Regions from separate parts of the Mus musculus genome. Here region 1 is linked to region 2. A link is a contact called in public Hi-C data. All regions are on one chromosome and are shown on one strand. Each heading gives the region's core, a stretch centred on a gene start, on an enhancer-like site or on the middle of the called end of the contact. The rest is flanking DNA. Distances are from core to core; before and after follow the strand shown.

Region 1 (4,221 bases), core at 1,260-3,759, 1.1 Mb before region 2:
GTGTCAAAATATGCAGAAAATGTATTTAAGAACAGAACTCTCTATGGAATGTGTTGCCAGGTACCAGCAAAAACTTTTCTTCACCTCTAAAAATAAAGAGAGGTAATACTTTTAAAAAAATGTTTCTGGAAGCAGTTACTTTAAGGCTTACCTCAAAGGCTATAAACACAAAAGAATACACTTTCCATAAGGCTAAAGAGCAATCAGGATGGCGTTGTCAGGACCAAGATTCAGAACCAAATGGCATATATTACATATATGCCTTAATTCCTGCTTTAGGTCTTGGTACATGTGACCTTGGCCACATTATTGATGGCTTATGTTTTTCTTATCTGTAAAGGAATGCCACATTAAAATATGTTGTCAGGTTATAATAAGTCACAGCTCCATGGTATTATGAAGAGATGAACATCCCTTCTGTAACATCCTCAAAACTGTATTTAGAACACTGTAAGCGCTTTGCACAGGTTCCATAATCTAAAGAAGAACACCACTTCTCCCCCTGAATCATGATATTTTACATTGCTCTTGCCCAAATTTGGAAAGATAGCTTGGAATTGTCCTCTGAGAAAAGCTAAGTGTTATCAGTATACATGGTTCCTGAGAGCTCACGTGTTTTAAACTCATCTCCAGTGTGCTTCCTGACAAGGGCAGGGATGTTTCTGTTTACAGGCAGAAGTGGTGCCACCCTGTGGCAATGACATGACTGTAGCTGCCAATCAAGCTGGATTGGCCAAGTTTGAAATTAGGCAGCATTTGAGGGGCTTTTTGCTTTTATCATTCTTTTGATATAAATTGCAGGCACAAGGTATAAATGTATTCAGTTTTTTAAAATATTCTGTTATTATGATCCTTATAAAATGACAACTTTATGATATTTGAAAAAGCAGTAGTTCTTTTGTTTTGTCCCTAGTTTGAATTTAGCAAAATACATGGAGCGAGTGCCCACTGCCCACAGAGCAGTGAGTTCGATCAGAATCTGATGGAACCTGGATCACCAGTGAAATCACAGAGAACTGAGTGACTAGAACTCCTCCTATACCCTCAAAATCCATGCGTTCCTGTTGACGTTAGATGCTGAATCTAGTCAGAAAGCTTTATTGGAAGAAAAGATCCAGGTGATTAAAGACACAGTCGAGATTTTTGAGAAGCAGCATCGCCAGATCTGAGTAGGCTGTAGAGGGACTCTGCCCCTGCGGCTTGCTTGCGTTTCTGCATAAGGACTTCCTGAGAATTTAGGGATCCGGTCCTGTCTCCATTCTGTAGGAATGAATGAGTTCTGCATCCAGTATGAAAGAAGGACCTTGTAATGCTCAATGCCTCTACCTTTGTTCGTCTATGTCTTGAGAATCTGCATATATGTTACCTTAAATTGAATTGTTGAGACCTTCGTTATTTATTAGATATTTTCTTATTAGTTCAAAGTAATCATCTCTTATTAGCAGGGTAACACACTTCCCCCAAAAGATGTTTTATATATTAAGATAGTGAACATTTATATGCTTCTAAGGTATGCTCTGTGTATTTTCTATGAGTATATGTGTAAGTGGGTAGATGCATGCCGGTATTCACATGCATATGTGTGTGTGTGTGTGTGTGTGTGTGTGTGTGTGTGTGTGTGTGTGCGCGCGCGCGCGCGCGCATGCACGCGTGTGGAGATAAAAAGACAACTTTGAATATTATTCCGTAGGTACCATCTACCTTGGTTTTTTTGAGACAAGGTCTTGACACTGCTCTGATGTTTGCCAAGCCAATTAGGCTATGCTGGCTGGACACCAAACATCAGGGATCTAACAGTCTCTACCTCTTCTGCCCTAAGACTGTGGGTGCACAGTACTACCACAAGTGAGTCTTGGTGACTAAACACAGGGACATCTAATTGTACAGCACATACTTCACCAGTAGAGCTATCTCCCCAGGCCAAGACTGAGCAGGTCTCATCAAAGGGTGTAAAAGCACTCTTTGATTAAGTTGATTTGTGGAGTAAGCAAGTGTATTTTGTTCATAGAGTGGTATAAGAGACAGGATCTGCTAAGAGAAGTTTATTTAACTGATATCTACCTAATAATAACTTATGCTGTATACTATGCTACGTTCTGTTATTACCATGGTATCCTCTGCATCTAGTATCAGGTTTCCATGGGAAAGATTTCTTTATTTTGCTATTTGCAAATGTCTGTCATTTGATGCTTGTTTATAAATGAAAGTATAATATAATTGGTACAAAAAAAACCATTAATGTTTGTCTTACTCTTATTGTATTTTTTGAAAGTAAGCTTACTCCCAATCTCAGATGAAGAAATTTGAGTTTAATTGAATAAAGAACTCTTTCAAATTAATACTTATAGTATCCATTTAAAAGACTAAAATTTCCTGCCTCCTCTGGGTTTCATTTGCTGGTGCTGTTTACATCAGATTAAATTCTTAGATCAAATTACAAAATGCCATGGATGCATTTCTTAGTTCCTGTTAAGTTAAAAAGTGACATAAACTGGCTTGGTTTTGTTTCCATTGTGCAAGAAGCTCCACGAAGTTTTTACTCAGTTCTCAGATAGTAAGAACTAAGGAGTAGGACAAAAGTTTAGAACTCTCGACGAGAATTCCAAAGTGAAGCTGTGTTTGCAAAGACTACTAATGACTGCAGTAGAGAAATTGCTGTTTCTGGTACAGTGGCTAATTACATTATCCCAGACTAGCTTTAGAACCTGAATCGCCTGCCTCTCTGTCATAACTGACATTCACTAATAGATAAAGCCCTCTGTGACTCTATTAACTTAGCACAGCATTGGCTTCCACCAACCCAAAAGCTAAGATTTCACCAGATAGCATGTGGAGCTGATGGGAAAATCACCCATCTTGCTGAAACCACCTGTATGATGATCCCACCAACGTTTCTTAAAACTTCCTTGAATCATTATTTTGCTTTGTTACTATAAAACCTTCATGAAACTGCTTCCACGTTGGAGCATGGAATTTGTGGTAACCTAAACCTGTGTTCTCAGGCCATGGTCACTCAAATCTGGCTCTAGAATAAACTATCCCTCATTCTCTTTGAGTTAAAGGCTGTGTTTTTTCGCAGACAGAACCAAGTGTGCACTACAAATTAGTTGGCAATTCATGTTTGTGTTATGGTTTGTTATGACTGCTTAATTCAAAAGCATATTTGCAGAGAGGGAGTTTGAATTAAGTAAATCAAAATAGCAAAGCCTTTGATTAAAAAGTTAGCCTGCTTTAGCTTAAATGTTGATATTTCAAGGACTACTGATATTTTAGTCATTTGTGGTTATTTTCGTTTCCTGTCCAGACCCCTGGGAAATAAGAGAACAGTAAATCAAAGCCAAGATTGCCTTCTGCATTTATTTTCTTTGCATTTATGCCATGTATTTGTGTACTTTTAGAAACTAAAGATATTCACGACTTGATCACAATCACTGTGAGGGAGAGTTGTACCTCTGAACAAACCAATTTATAAGATTCTTACGAAAATGTTTCTTTTAATGTTTGATAATTTACTCATTCTTTCTATTTCCTGATGATTATATTATAAATGCTAATAGACTATATACTAAGAATATCTACATTCCTAAAATGAAGTTTGGACAGAATTGTTGTCAATTTCAAGGAACTACTTTTTCCCTAAATCATTTAGACACATTCTAACTTACTAATTTAATTTTCCATAAAATTACTTCTGAGACTATAGATTCTAATGGAGACACTTATGTACCAAGCACACAGTCTACCATGTTTAAGCACTGAAAAAATAAATCAATTGGTGATTATCTTGGGCAAAATTTCAGAAACTTTTGATTAAATGAGTTTAAGAGGATTTTAATATATATTTCTTTTCTCTTTCAAGTTTGAAATAAGAAAAATAAATTCTCAATTTACATTTTGCCACTTTGGTCTAATTTTCTAATATACTATGGGTCTTAAGTTAGACATTAATGTCTAGGTAATTCAGGTTGTAATCTATTCTTGGTAACTCTCTTGAACAAATGGTATAAATGGGGAAGTTGTATTTTTCTGTGTTTTCTCCTACTTTGGTGATTGTTGTGGTTTAAGAGATAGAAAATGACACCGTAAAACCTTTTAAGATTGTTTGTAAATGCTTTTTTGTTTTGTCAGGTAATTTGTCTGAATAATTGGTATTCACTTACCAATAATTTAAGCAAAGACTTCACATAATCTAGCATTGAGATGGTCACAACAGCTAATAAA
Region 2 (4,351 bases), core at 881-3,380:
ATGTTAAAATACTCTGGCAAAAGTAACTTAAGGGAGGAGGGTTTATTTTGCATCACAGTATGGGAGTTAAAAATCCATCAAGGCAGTAAAAGTCCCAGAGCAGAACACAGAGAGGTGATGCTTCTGCTCAGCTTGCTTTTCTGCTTTTTATATCTCCAAGATCCTCATCCTGAGAATGCTGCAGCCTGATGGAAATGCTTCCCCCTCAGTCCAGACATAACCACAGACGTGGCCAGGGCCCCATCTCCCAGATGAGTCTAGACTTCATTACTTTGACAATGAAGAGAAAGAGAAAGAGAAAAAGGAAATATAATCTAAGCAAAATATATATGTATATTAAACACTGGCTGTTCTGAACATTAGATGTGCTAAATTTGTGTTTTAAATTTAATGGTAGGCTGGTGAGATGGCTTAGTGGGTAAGAGCACCCGACTGCTCTTCTGAAGGTCCGGAGTTCAAATCCCAGCAACCACATGGTGGCTCACAACCATCTGTAACAAGATCTGACTCCCTCTTCTGGAGTGTCTCAAGACAGCTACAGTGTACTTACATATAATAAATAAATAAATACATCTTTTTAAAAAAATGTAATGGTTAGCAGTTAAGAGCAAGGATCTGATTCAGGTCCCAGCACTCATATTGTGCCTCAGACCATGGGCAGCTCTAGTTCAGGGGATGTGACACTTATCTTCTAACCGCTTCAGGGACCAGGCACACAGGCATGCAGGCACGCCCATGATACACAGCCAGATATGCAGGCAAAACACCTATACACGTTTAAATGAATACATTTTAAAAAATACAATAAAATATTTCAAAATATTTTTCTCATCCCCTAAGTGGTTATACTGTTTTTCGGGTTTTGTTGTTGTTGTTGTTGTTATTGTTGTTTGGTTTGGTTTTTTGTTTGTTTTGTTTTTCTGCGTTGGAATGGTATTTCTGCTTCCTTTCCAGAGAAGTAAATGAACATTTTGTAATTTTGGAGACTTATCATGAAGGCCGGCAGGCTCAATTCACCCTGGGAGGATGCAATCTTGTCATCATCTCAAATGTAACGTCTTACCATGCACCAATAACAATTATGGAATAACCCAAACTTTGAAGGAGTCTAATCTATAAAAATGCCAGGAAAAAACCCTAGCTCCCCAGGAGGATCCTGGCAGCTCACACTAACCATTGTTTATCTCCCTTAATAAATCAGAGACTCCTTAGAATTGAATTGAAAAGATCTATTGCTTGCCTGGCCAAGGCTGATATAGCTATAATTTATGTGAACCCCCCTCCCGCCCCCCGTCCCCGGTGTTCGCTCTGTCCCCATTAGATCTGTACTATTATCTCCATTTTCCCATGGAAGAGACAGACATTCAGCCTTGCTTCAAGCACTCATAACTATAAGGGGTGGACCTGGAGCTAGGCAGTCCCCAGACTCTGCCACTCGCAGACTCTGCCAGCCTCCCTACCATTCCTTGCGGCACCAAGAGGACATTTATCACGTTTGACTCAGAGCTGGGGATATGCGTGGAGGGTGAGGGGCTCATAGAGCCTTCGAACTCCGGCAGGGCTCCTCCACTCGTGGGGAAGCAGGGAATGGAGCGAGTGAAGAGGGCTGGCTATAGGGAGGGAAGCGGCGTGCTGGTGACCCTTTGATGGGGGAGAGAGAGTCAGAAAGCCAATGGAGACAAGACCCTTACTTGGTCGGGCAAAGAGGAGGAAGCTAGTAAGTTGATTCAGCAATTCCATGATCCGATGTCTTTCTAAATACAGCTTGGCCTGAAGCTCCCGGTCAGCCACAGGCTCCATGTTTCCTAGCTGAGCCGTTGCTAGGCGACCAGGCAGCCTCCAGGGGGCCCAACTCCGCCCCTTTCGTGCTCATTCACGTGAAACACCTCACCTTCCCCAGCCCCACTCCTCTTCCCTCCCAGGTACCAGGACAACCCCCTTCCACACCCCTGAGGAAGAAGCAGGGGTGTGGCGGGCAGTCTGTGACACCAGCTTGTGATGCAGTTGCCAACACAGAGGCTGAGCTTGTTTGGTCCGGGTTCCTGCTTCCTGTACTTGTTTGTTCCAGAATGAGGTTTTAATGATGGGAACCTAGGATTTATCAATGAGAAAAGAACGTTAGCAGTTCTAAGAATCCTAAATAGCATTTTCTGGGTGAGCAGCCCTCAGGGTTGCCCTGGCAGGAGGTCTCAGGTATGGATATTGAGCTTGGGTGTTTTCTGCTGAACTACACTCGGTAATGATTCTCCACTTTCAACTCTTTTAACACATTTCCTGTGCAACCCTGTATAAAATAGATATATAATTTAAAGAAAGTTCTTTGAAGTCAGGTGCAATGATGCATGCCTGTCTATAGTACCAGCACTTGGGGGTGGAAGATTAAGGGTTCAATGGCATCCTTGGCTACAAACAGAAGTGAAGAACATCCTGGGATATATAGCCCTGTCTCAGAAAACCAAAACAAACTAAATCAAAGCAAAACGTTTTGCTTTGTAAACATCATTAACAATAAAAGCAAATTTGTGTACCAATGTGCACGTAGGTGCTTGCTTATTTTAAGGAATTAAACGCCAGCTGAATACTTGATACTGCAAAGCACAGAGCATCTTCAACGTTTTTTCAAAGTTGGCTGGTATTTTGAGTTTATAATTGTCAAGGCCAAAAACGCTACATAACAGAAATACATAATACAAATTGGCTGATGTATATTTAGGGACAGGCCAGTAATTCTTGGAAATTATCTTTTCCCCAAGTCAAAAACATACTTTAATGATTTTATTTTATTCTTCTTATGCCATTCACGGCAACAAACCAAACATCTGCGACTAGGTCATAGCTCAATGGTATAGCACTTGACTAGAATATCCAGACTGGAGGTTAGATCTCCCGCTTTGCCATAACAATACTCCCAAAATCTAAATGAACAAGAAAAAAAAGACCCTATTTAAAATGGCCAGAGGGGCATAGATGAGTTCAGTGTGAGGGAGGCTCTAGATTTAATCCCGGCAACCTCAAACAAAACATTAACTCATAAATTATAGCAGGATATAAATATGAACACCTGTAATCCCAGGATGAGGAGGGAGGGCAGAGGCAGTTCAGTAAAATAAATTAATGAACAAATTAATCCTTTGAATACAGTCTAATACACAGATTTCATGCATGCTGATGAATGACAGTGGGAAAATATTAAAAGTATTTGTTTTCTGTAATTAAGCCATTATATGTCTATACAAGAAAAATTTGCATATACAGCAAAAACAGTGCAGTTCGTTACATGCAATAGGCTCAAGGCTGGGCTTAGACAGTAAGTGTCTTTAAGACTACCTGGTGGCCCTCTTCACCTGACATTTCCTTAGGCCCAACCAGGCTATTGCGCCCCTTCCTGCCCTCCTTTCCTGTCTTTCCTTAGAACTACCTGTAATCGCACAGCTCCTCTAGACCCTCTTGGCTTTGGCAACCCCATTCCCCACCCCTTTCCTCTGGAACACACACACATGAGGTTGGGGTGGGGAGGGGAAGGGGGAGAGGGGGAGAGGGAGGGGGAGGAGGAGGAGGGAGAGAGAGAGAGAGAGAGAGAGAGAGAGAGAGAGAGAGAGAACTCAGTTTTTATCTTTACCTTCTGGTATCTACAAAAGTCCTGGTATCAGTCTCTCCTCCAGCTTAGCCAGGCTGAGCCCCAGAGCCCTGTAGAGTGCGGTGCTAACCCACTGAATGGCTTGGTCCTCTTCTAGTCCTCCCTGAGTCCTGGGAACGCAGGGGACTACAAGCCATGTGGGTCTCCTCATTCTCATGGATCATCAGCTGACTCAATGCTCAAGGTCAATAGGAGCAGAAACACTGAGCAGGGGGTTGAGAAGCCCTGTGAGCACGACAGTGAATGCCCACACAGGGACTGCTGGTCAGTAGACAGATCAACTTTGCTTATGGTGAATGAAGGCTTATAAGGTTTTTGGGGACTGAGGGTAAGGGCATCCAGGATGGGCAAAGGTCACGGGCTGGGGACTTAGGGTACCTGGCATACCTCATTAGCATGGGGAAGCATTTCAAGAATCTCAGGGGCTAACTGAACAGGTTTTGTTCAGAGAAAGGAAATTGATAAACTAGGAACAAATAGAGACTGTGTGACAGTCCTCAAGTAGAGATGATTTTGGGGGCTTAGAATTCCCGGGACAAGGCAAGAGAAGGAGGAACCCTGTTAACATGGGTAGTCCTCCACTACATGCCAGGCCCCAAAAGGTTATCTAGTCAACGGTAGATTTCTACCTAATTAGCAGTTTTCCCCCAAGGCTGTAGGTGACATTTTCCTTCCCTTCTCCCATCCATAAAAACCATATTTTCATATCCTTGT

What was found. Hi-C and Micro-C count contacts between places; a contact is called where the count stands out from the background.
Region 1: a contact with region 2 is called in a Hi-C map of the N1E-115 cell line, with 5 times the contacts expected there. The contact joins the enhancer-like site here to the promoter of Atxn7l1os2 in region 2. A contact is called at or near these places in 2 of 39 promoter capture datasets (the C10 cell line and embryonic stem cells), 1 of 15 datasets of contacts at CTCF or cohesin (pro-B cells), 10 of 484 Hi-C or Micro-C datasets (the MNK3 cell line, the N1E-115 cell line, Th1 cells and 6 more) and 2 of 9 other capture datasets (adipose tissue and embryonic stem cells).

Annotation. Positions count from the first base shown.
Region 1 is chr12:34,447,824-34,452,044 of GRCm38.p6, reverse strand. The region is part of intron 4 of Hdac9 (histone deacetylase 9); the gene reads left to right. Among named protein-coding and RNA genes, the nearest start is that of Gm51984, 230 kb to the right of the region's middle. Within about 2 kb of position 2,509, at least 2 of the 459 cell types and tissues checked have an H3K27ac peak or open chromatin away from gene starts, as enhancers often do. A contact at or near this core is called in the N1E-115 cell line, where this site is marked.
Region 2 is chr12:33,392,539-33,396,889 of GRCm38.p6, reverse strand. Atxn7l1os2 (ataxin 7-like 1, opposite strand 2) reads left to right here and starts at 2,130. Exons shown (of 4, transcript NR_131031.1): 1 at 2,130-2,193. It overlaps Efcab10 (EF-hand calcium binding domain 10), which reads right to left and starts at 2,036. Exons shown (of 4, transcript NM_029152.1): 1 at 1,692-2,036. The coding sequence starts at 1,800.